Regions from separate parts of the Mus musculus genome. Here regions 1 and 3 are each linked to region 2. Evidence: chromatin contacts called from public Hi-C data. All regions are on one chromosome and are shown on one strand. The core of a region is the stretch at or near the end of the contact, and the rest is flanking DNA. Distances in the headings are between cores, read along the strand shown.

Region 1 (3,598 bases), core at 801-3,300, 680 kb after region 2:
TTACAGATGGGGGTTGGGGAGAGGAACAGCCTGGGAAAACCGACTTGCTCCAACAGCCAGTGACAGGTAACACGTAGAACATGTAGTCAGAAAGACCACAGGGAGTCAAAACCTCTACTCCCTACACAACAGACCTGTTCTAGTTTCTCAGCCATGGTTTATTCGAGATACCACAAAAAACAAGGTGTTGCTACAAGAATGACTTCAAATGACTCACATCACGTGGCCAGCACATCATGCCTATTTAGTAACCTTTGGTTTCTTTCTGTTATTTTTTTTTCCACTGCAGCTTCTGTTTTTGAGATCAGGGCATGAGGACACAAGAGAAAGACCACAGGCATACTTCTTCTGGCTAGAGCAACCAATGGGCTTAAGCTCCAAGCTTCCCCTCACCAGGAGCTGAGTGTGTGAACTTCCTGGGCTTCAGTTTCCCCAGCTGTAAAGTCTGGTCTGTATCGGTGAGCTCTGCTTAAGCCTTCGGAAGCTCACCCTCCTTATCAAGTGATTATAGGTATTCGCTTTTTGCCTATAGCGCTGCTGCTGCCTCTGCTTTCTCTGTGTATGCCGTGAGGATGGTGAAAGTGTTCACATACCGTGGTTCCCGGCACAGAGTCCCCTCTCCAATCATTCCCATGGCTACCCTTGGTGTAGCCATGTATCTTGGCTGTAAAGCTTGCTCTGCCCTTGGGGGCCTCAGTGTGGATTCTTGTATTTGTGACACATCAGACTAGAGCCATTAGCCAGGGCAAAGGAAGACCAGAGGAGGAACTGCTGAGCTGTGAGCAATGGGCTATTGTAAATATATAAATTAAATGGCCCTCATTACTGGAAGCTTATGCCATTTCTCTTGGTATAGGAAGGTTCCTGGATACCTTTAGAGTTACCTCCTCCACAGAGTCCACGATAGAACTCCATCAAGAGCACAGCTCTGCCCATCTCTGCAGTAATTCCATGCATGTTATATTTACTGTTGATGTGTGCGTGTAATATGTAATACATTCAAGTCAAAAGCACTCTGAGAGACAACCTGTCTACTCCTTCATTTTATAACCATTAAGTGAAGCAATGATTCATCTGAAAATCACAATATCAGAGCTCCCCAAACCCCACCTGCACTATTCTTTCCAGAACATCGTAGGAGGCATCTCAGTGAATGCAGACTATAAACTGAGATTCGGAAGACTGGAGGCAAATCTGGTCCATACCGATGCACTCTGCCTCCAGATTGCTTAAGCCTTCGGAAGCTCACCCTCTTTATCAAGTGAATATAGGTATTAACTTTTTGCCTATAGCGCTGCTGTGAGGATTAAACAAGGTGCTGTGTGTGACAGCACCTGGCTCCAGGCAGGTGCTTACTGAACGTTAGTTAGTTTCTTCCCCATCGCAATAGAACTTGCATATTTATTGGTGCTTGGAAACAGGAGAGAAACCGGAATGAACAAAGACTTCTGAGGGTACAGCTGGCCCAGCGCCTGTACTAGGAGGTGTACACAGGTGAGTGCCTTTAGGCATCGACCTGGACCAGATACTGAGCACCAGAGCAAGAGAGCAATGGGATCTTTCTTTTCTGGGAACACAAATTAACCGGCCAGGATGCTGTGGGCAATAGAAAGAAGGTTGTGAAACCCACAGGTGGCCCGGAGCATGGCACTGACCAGAGTCAATGTCAAGGCTGTTTTCCTCTGGGCTATACTCGTTGCCAGGTTTGCAGGGCCCACAGCCAAGTCAAACAGGGCTGCACACAGTCAGCATTGCACTTGCTCCAGGCTCTCCCAGGGATGGCTTCACCGGGCTCTGTGGGTCAAATGTTCACCCTGTGTCACCAGGAGGCAGTGCACCTGTATGGCTATTATATGCCTGCTGAGAAAGCAGCTCCTCTCCTCATAGCTCTTCCACCCCCTCCAAATTAAAAACAATACAAAACAAACCCCCAAAACAAAAAGGCTTCCATGTTTATCTCTCTTTAAAGCACAGAACTCTCACTGACTGCAACTTGTCAAGCCCTCCGCCAAGCCTAAACATTTGCCTTGGAACGGGGCCATCGGAACACAAGGAGTCACCACTGTCCCGGGCTGATGTGTCTTAAAAGAGCTTCAACAGTGGAAAGGCCATGAGCTCATCACTGTACCACGTAGATGGTCGAGTCTGAAGATTCAAATGAGAGGACGATTTGTTAGTTTCAATAGTGATTTCTTCACAGCATTTCTTTACTCTGTGCCGGCTACGTGCCTGGGCTCCCATGCCTGACTTCTTAACCATGAGCACTACTATCTGCTATTTGGTCCGTTCTTCGGGGACATGGACAGAGGTTTGCAGCAGAGCTAGGTGGCTTGCCCACTGGGCAAATGTGTGATGGAGTCAGAGCTCAAATCAAAGTGGGGTTTATTTGTTAAAAAAAAATGATCAGGTGGCTCTGACTATAACATACTAAGCAGGTGAGCAGGCGACAAAGAAATGAAAACCTCCTGAGATAAGAAGCTTAACAGAAATGTGGCTATCCACTTCGGCAGCCTGCAGACAAATAGCAGTCTTGGGAAGGCAGAAGGATGACTCCTGTATGTGTGTGTGTGTGTGTGTGTGTGTGTGTGTGTGTGTGTGTGTGTGTATGTGGTGTATGTGTGTTGTCTCTCCTTACAGCTGCAAGGCACCAGGCAAAGGGAAGCCCTTCCTAAGGTTTTTCTTTACTCTCCCTCTGCTTCTACAGTGGATACTGTTTGGAACAATCCCCCCACCCACCTGCAACTGGGTGTGTGTGTGTGTGTGTGTGTGTGTGTGTGTGTGTGTGTGTGGTGTCATATTCATGTCAAGGCTAAGGGACAGCCTTGGTTTTCCTCTTTAGGTGCTGTCCACCGTATTTTTATTTAGGCATTCTCACTGGCCAGAGGTCCCTAAGTAGCCTGAGCCAACTGAAAAGTGACCCTCAGGGACCCACTAGACTTCACCTCTCTACACTGAGATTAAGCACAAACCACACCCACTCTGTTTTGTTTTAAAAGGGCTTTTGAGAAACAAACTCAGTAGTACCTCACTCATGCTTGCAAGTCGGGTACTTTACTGACTTTATTAATAACCCAACTCTTACTCATTGTTTTAATGTCCACCGTTGCTAATTCTTCTACTTTCCAGAAACATCTCTGATCCTCCTGAGTTAATTAAAGTGCTGAGCACATGGGTCTATAGGCGCTGCTTGCAATGCAGGAGTCGCAGTCTAATCAATAGGTCTGTAGCATCACTTAGTAATGTTTAGAATTCTAGAAAAGAAGATGCCTGGACCAGGTCATGGGGATACAGGCACAGATTTACAGAGCTCCTCTTATAGGAGCTTGCACGTTCCTGCTGCTCATCTTGTCTTTATTTCTCTGCATGTGTTTTCATCATCTTAGGCTTTACACAGTGTCTGGTCTATGGTTAGGTGTGTACAGTTGTTCTGTATGTTTTCATGAAAAAAAAAATGCCCTCCTTTGATGAATGCAAGCATTGTGCACGTTCATGGAATATTGTATGAAGTTTAATGAATGTATAGATTGTTTGATTGTTTCCTTAGACATTATCTTTTTGTGTGTGTTAAGAGCATTCAAAATCCATTTGGAGTACACAT
Region 2 (3,312 bases), core at 375-2,874:
ACTGTCCAGGCAGTCAGGACTGCTTGATTGGCCCTGTGGAGACCAGAAGCCTTGGGCCCTCTGTGGCATGTGCGTGTAATCTCCCCTGTAATGAAGGTAAGGAATTTGCATGACTTCCCTGGACCCCTTACACAGCTAGTAGGTAGCTAGTAGGTGTGTAACATCAGTGCCCAAAGTGTCTGGAATTGCCCAGGTGCCTTATTAGACTAGTTCTGGGTTCTTTTCCTGCCTGCCTTTTAGGCCTATGACCCCAGGCTCACTGGAGGGAGGGGCCCATATCTATTTCCCTGGGCTCTTGGAATTTACACCTGCTGAGGGCTGGCCTAGGTGATCTGGCTGCTTTCGGATGCTTAAGGCCATGATTACTCTGCACCTGGAGGACACACCCACCCCTTCCTCCTGTCTGCTCAGCTCAGAGTGACAAGCAGTCAGAAGGACTTTCAAGCTTCAGGAAGCTGTGGACTGTGTGGTTCAATCCCGCTCAGACCTGCCTAGCCTGTAAGAATCTGGTAATCTATGCAGCCATGAGAGGAATTCACACTTTCAACTGAAACTCTTGGCCACCTCTGGTTTATGTAGAAGTGAACTGTGACCTTGGAGCTCCACTTCAGGGCCACCAGCTGGCCCTGTACATCCTTCCTGGAGAGCCTGGGTCTGCTGGCTGGTGTTGGCAGCAGCTTAGCATTACCTGAAGTTTTATGCTTCTTGATGGTCACGGTCAGTGGTGCTGGAAGTGGCCACTTGAGAACAGCATGGAGCATCTGTGGGAACTTTGAACTGCAGCAACTAACCTCATACCACTAACTGTTGTCACCAACAGGATTAATCTTTTTTTTTTCCGAATCATTTTTTTAATGTTGTTTTTGTTAGGTTTTTGTTTGTTTGTTTGTTTTTGTTTGTTTTGTTTTGTTTTCTGGGACAGGGATTTTCTGTGTAGCTCTGGTTGACCTGGAACTTGCTTTGCAGATTAGGCTGGCTGAGAACACAGATCTCCACCTGCCTCTGGAGTGCTGGGATTAAAGGTGTATGCTACCATGCCCAGCATTTTGTTCGTTATTTTCATTTTTGAAGATAATTTAATATCAGAAGGAATGATGCGGTTGTAAAATTTTCACTCATTTATTTGAGATTAAGTATTGTTATGTCACTCAGGCTGGGTTTATGGCATTCTCCTGACTCAGCCTCTGGATTGTAATCTTGCCCCCACTTGCTCAGCCTATAGGTGTTAAAACAAGATTTACATATTTTGTTGTCATTGTTGGTGGTAGTGGTTTCTTGTTCTTGGTAATGGTGATGGTGGTAGTGGTAGTGTGTGTGTGTGTGTGTGTGTGTGTATGTGTGCGTGCACGCATGCGTTTGCACACTACCGTGTACCTGTGGAGGGCAGAGGACAACTTGCAGGAAGCCAGTTTTCCCCCTGCATTATTTGGGTTCTGGTACAGAACTGAGATCAGCAGCCTGATCAGCAAGCTCATTTACTTGCTGAGCCAGCTCATTGGCCTCCTCACCCCCAGCTCACATTTAAAACAAAAACAAAAACAAAAAAAAACTCAGTTGGGCCAGGTCCGCTGGTGCTTTCCTGTGATCCCAGTGCTCAGGAGGTGGAGGTAGAATGACCAAGTTCAAGGACAGCCTGGCCATGCGACCTCTTGAAAACAAACACCAACAAGCTCTAAATCAAAGACAGCTTTCCATTTTGATGCTAACGAGTTCATTTTTTGTTTTTGTAGGGTACACTTCTCCCAGAGTCCCTCCATTTCGTTCACTGGGCCCATCTCTCAGCTGCGCTCTGAGGAGCTCAGTCTGTGCCACCTCCAGTCCTGTGGGAGAATCTGCTATGCCCTGGCCCTAGTGCACCCTCTCTTGAACTGATTCCAAGATCTGCCTTCATTGGCACGGAAGGCAGAGGACACTGCCAGCCCCAGCCTGCCCCAACCTGCTGGTGACCTCCCCAGGGCCCTGGAAGCCCAGTGACTCAGCATGACTTAACAGCCTGGCTTTCCATGGGAGCCGAGATAATTTGCCACATATCCAGTACAGAGTAAAAGTTGACACTATTTGGAAGAACAATTCTAAGTTAATAATGAGAGGAAAAAGAAAGCCAGATATCTTTCCACTCTAGAGACAGGTTCTAGGACAGATAGATACTGGGAGGTCCGGTCTGGGCCTTGCTGCTTCCGTCCAGTCTGGGGCTTGCTACGGGGCTTTTCTTTTTGTTGTTAAAAGTGATAGGGTTTATTCCAAACTCTGAGATGGTGTGACATGTTGACCTCTTTTTTTATACGCTACGTGGACAGATGGCAACTTGACAAGGTTGTACAAACACTGGCACTTGGCTAACTCAAAGTCAAAGCTGGGGATTTTCATTGCTGTTGACTCCCAAGGTGATTGGGGCACGGGCCTTCTTGATGCCCTCCTCTTAGAGGCTAGCTAGTTGGAACCTCTTTCAGGGTCTTTCTGCTCAGCGTGCCTCAAAGAACAATCTGAGCTGACCTGTCTTCTAGGGGTGCTATGTGGAGCTCATGTGACCACCCCAAGCTGTTAGCTGGACTCCTTTTAAAGCTGGATTTCTTTCTTCAGTAGGACTGGGTTGTTATGTTTTAGAAAGAACTGGCTGCTTAGGTCAGCCAATGGGGAGGAGAGATTGGAAAGTTTTTCTTGTTATTTATTTATTTATTTATTTATTTATTTATTTATTTATTTATTTATTTATTTTTATTTATTTGTAATGCCAGGGATAACCCAGGGTGTCATATGAGTTAGGCAAACACCTTCTACGCCTAAGTTACACCTTTAGCCTTTGTGTTTATTTCTGTTTTGGAATCTGTTTAATGCTTTAAGGGCAGGGAGTCAAGGGTGAGAAATCTAGATTTGGAGATGAGCCTATCTGAGGATTCTAACTTTAGATTCAGGGCTTAATACCCAAATAGGTGGCTTCATTGTACCTTGCCTCAGCTTCAGATTTCCCGGAGTGTCTGGCCTGGAGTTTGTGGGGACTGAGAGGACAATGCATCGGGAAGCTCTCTCTCCACCACATTACCCACTGGCTCCATGGACTCTTGTTTTTAAAATAAGATAGGTAGTATCCCGAAATCTGCACCCATAGTGTATTGAGCATGTCTTTGTGTTACAACATGGTCATGGTAAGGAGCCCAAAGTCTTAGAAGCAGAAGGACCTGGATGGAGTCAATGTGGAATCTGTGGAAATTAGAGTCAGGCCCACACAACTGAGCCCTAATAGATGACCTACAGGGTCGATGGAATATTAGCCACTGAGGTTGCTTTGCTCTGTTTTGCAGGACTGGGCATCTA
Region 3 (3,284 bases), core at 344-2,843, 710 kb after region 2:
CAAACAAACAAACAAACAATAAACAAGCAAATGTGGTGGTAAAGGTGAGGGTTGCTGTGGTCCATGAAGAGGGAACTGGAAAGACAAGTGTGGGCATTAACCCTTTGGCAGGCCTAGGGTTGCCAAACCCTCTCTCCTGTTCCGAGGCTCCCTCCTTTCTGATTGGTTCTTTTGCTGCACATAAGCTTCTTTGTCTTCCTGTCTGGTTTTCCATTTGCTGTCTGTCCTTTTGATGGCACAGCCAGAGACTCACTGCCAAGACTGTCTTCACCGAGCTTTCTTCCTATGTTTTCTTCTTGGAGATTTAAAGCTTCGGGCCTTCAGTTTGTCTTTAAGGCATTTCGAGTGTATTTTTGAGTTGAGTATAAGATACAGGTCCAACTTTGTTCTCTTGCATATGAATATCCAGTTTTCTCAATGTCTTTCTTGAAGAGTCTGTCTTTCACTCATTGTGTATTCTTGGCACTTGGGGAAACATCTATGATACATAAGAAAAGCTGACAGCTCTGTGGAAAATAAAATCACATAAAATCCCTCTAAATACAGACAAAGGAAGTGAGGAGGCATGGGAACTTCTCTATAATGGACAGACAGATTGACTGGTGTTATCTTAATAAGAGTTTCCAAAGAGAACAATACAATAAGACATATATAGGTACAGGCACTGATGTAGTCATATGAAAAGATTTACCAGAAACTGGCTCATGGGCTGTGGAGGAGAAAGCCCACCATAGGTTGGAGAACCAGGGAAGGTAGCAGTATGACTGTCTTGGACCAGGAGTCTCTGAACCAGGGGAAAGGATTAACCACTTTTGCTCTGAGATGTAATGTCTGGACCTAGAGTGATGATGCTGACTAATTGGCTAAAAGAGCTTGCTGCACAATCATGAAAACTAAGCTTCAGGTCTCAGCATCCATGTAACAAGTTGGGCAACCAACACATGCCTTTTAGTCCAGTTCTGAGGAGGGCCAGGCCAGGGTTGCTGGAAATTGCTGGCTTCCAACCTAACCAAGGGAATGTGAACCCCAGGTTCATAGACCATGTGTCAAAGGAATAGGTGAAGATTTATAGAGGACAAGACCCGACACCCAGTCCTGGCCTTTGTGTGCCTGTAAACTTGTGCATGCAATCTCATATACACACATGTGCATACAGATTGAAAGTCAGAAAATCTAAGAGATTAATGGTTTGGTTTCTGGAGTTCAAAGACCAGACAACCTGAAATCCTATGTTCTGAAGGAGGACATGTCTGCTTCAAAAGAAAAAGAGAGCAAATTCACCTGGGCTCTGCCTGTTGTTTCTCTCAAGACCCTTGGCTGACCCACATGTGTGAGGGTGGATTTTCCTCCCTGTTTACTGATTTAAATGGTGGTTCTGTCATAGGCTAGGATTTGGGTATCAAATGAATATTAAGGAGACATGTTCAAGGATATAGCTCAGAGAACCAAGGGTGTCTCAGGCTTTGCCACAAAAGAGGTCACATGCACAGGTAGGTAGCTGCTACTCAGGAACCTGGGCTGGGGCAGTAAGTGGCAGGCTCTCAGAAAGAACCATGGCTGCCCATGCAATTCAGAGCTGAAGACATGTGATATTCAGGCTTAATGGGAAATCAACCCTGGCCCCTTGTCAGATCCCTACAATTGGAAAGTGACCCTCTTGAGCAACGTTTTCCATTTTTGAGATAACGATGTGGCAAGAGGAGATTAGTGGAAACAAAAGTAAAAGTAAACAATGAGCTTGGATTTCAGAAAACATGTTTTTCTTCAATCAACATAGTAGCTCCCAGGATTCTGTGGGGACTGAATAGCAGAATCTGCAGAGGCACAAGTCTCTTCTGTATATGTATGTACACAGTATTTGGGCAGAGCCTACATCATCTCCCACATTCCTTAAATCACTGTGTATTATTTAAAACACAACATACAGTGAAACTGCTGTGAAACCAGACTCTTTTAGAGAACAAAGATGGGAGAAAGAGATACTTTCTGAAAAACATGTTCTGTTCAGTTCGTGGTTGAGTCGTCAGGTAAGTAACCTGTGGATGTAGCAGGCCAACTAAATGTACTCATCTTTGGGTTCTTTTTATCATTAAAGATTTATTTTCTAAGCATACCTCTGTGTGTGTATGTGTATGTCTGTCTGTCTGTATGCATGTCTGTCTGTCTGTATGTCTGTCTGTCTGTATGTATGTAAGTACATTGTAGGTACCTTCAGAGGATGGAAGATGGTATCAGATACCCCTGGAACTAGTGTTACAGGTGGTTGTGAGCTTTCTGTTGTGGGTGCTGGGAACCAAACTCTGGTCCTCCAAAAATGTTGCAAGCACTTTTAACCTTTGAGCCATCTCTCCAACCTCTGCATTTCGTTTTGCTTAATTTATAACTTGTTCTAGGTCCTGCTCTCACTGAAGCTGGTCACAGGTTTTCTGTTACCACAAAGATAGCATCAAGCTGATATCATTCACATTGATATTCAAGCTCTTCTTTGGCCTAGCATCTGCCTCTAGCCCTGCCTTCTGCTTTATCTCTTTTCATACCATTATTTACATGCTCTGGGGCAAGCTTATTTCCTCCACAGCCACGTGATTTTCTGTGTACAGAGGCAAGTTCCTGCAGGTCATTAATACTGAAAAGTTTCCTTCTTTCAGTGTTCTCTGGTTCTGTGCAAATCTTGATGCCCACTTCTGTATACCATAATTGTACCTGGCCTCTACCCCCAGGATTGTCCCTTTCCATTGTCACATAATTTATACATGTTCTTCCCTTGTTGCCTGTCCTTTATTTGAAAGAACCAGTCCAGCTGCTGCTGAATTTCCAAGACTGATATGAATCTGAAGTCTGTAAGTAAAAATACGTTCAATCAATAACGAAGTTGGTGACCATACAAAACAAGAATGAAGAAATTAACAGTAGAGGGATCAAGAACTGGCCATTTATGAATGATGGATCCTGATTACCATCAGTTTCTCTATCTAGGCTACCAAACACTTGAATATATTGTAAAGGAGAATAATTTCAAATGTCATTACTTATTTTCTTCCTACATCCAAAATAGAGACAAAAGCTAGTTAGAAAAACCCAGTCAAAGGAGACCAGTCATGAGACAAGCATGGCCTTGGACAAACCATGGGCTACGCTGAATGAGAGGCCATGAAGGTTGGCAGAGTTACAGTTCTAGAGCACAGCAGCTCTGGGTACCAAAAACATGAAGAGTGATGAGTTTTGGGATACATGCACAGTTTGGATGCCAGTGACATTAACAGTCTAGCAAGACCATGTTATTC

What was found. Hi-C and Micro-C count contacts between places; a contact is called where the count stands out from the background.
Region 1: a Hi-C map of liver shows a contact between it and region 2, with 2.0 times the contacts expected there. The contact joins two enhancer-like sites. A contact is called at or near these places in 2 of 484 Hi-C or Micro-C datasets (both in liver) and 7 of 115 datasets of contacts at active chromatin or transcription factors (CD4 T cells, T-cell acute lymphoblastic leukemia, craniofacial prominence and 4 more).
Region 3: a Hi-C map of liver shows a contact between it and region 2, with 2.4 times the contacts expected there. The contact joins two enhancer-like sites. A contact is called at or near these places in 1 of 484 Hi-C or Micro-C datasets (liver) and 12 of 115 datasets of contacts at active chromatin or transcription factors (T-cell acute lymphoblastic leukemia, bone marrow-derived dendritic cells, bone marrow-derived macrophages and 9 more).

The regions. Positions count from the first base shown.
Region 1 is chr12:25,784,346-25,787,943 of GRCm38.p6, forward strand. No RefSeq gene overlaps it. Among named protein-coding and RNA genes, the nearest start is that of Gm29835, 190 kb to the right of the region's middle. Within about 2 kb of position 2,051, at least 20 of the 459 cell types and tissues checked have an H3K27ac peak or open chromatin away from gene starts, as enhancers often do. A contact at or near this core is called in liver, where this site is marked.
Region 2 is chr12:25,108,562-25,111,873 of GRCm38.p6, forward strand. No RefSeq gene overlaps it. Among named protein-coding and RNA genes, the nearest start is that of Id2, 14 kb to the left of the region's middle. Within about 2 kb of position 1,625, at least 64 of the 459 cell types and tissues checked have an H3K27ac peak or open chromatin away from gene starts, as enhancers often do. A contact at or near this core is called in hepatocytes and liver, where this site is marked.
Region 3 is chr12:25,814,773-25,818,056 of GRCm38.p6, forward strand. No RefSeq gene overlaps it. Among named protein-coding and RNA genes, the nearest start is that of Gm29835, 160 kb to the right of the region's middle. Within about 2 kb of position 1,594, at least 3 of the 459 cell types and tissues checked have an H3K27ac peak or open chromatin away from gene starts, as enhancers often do. A contact at or near this core is called in hepatocytes and liver, where this site is marked.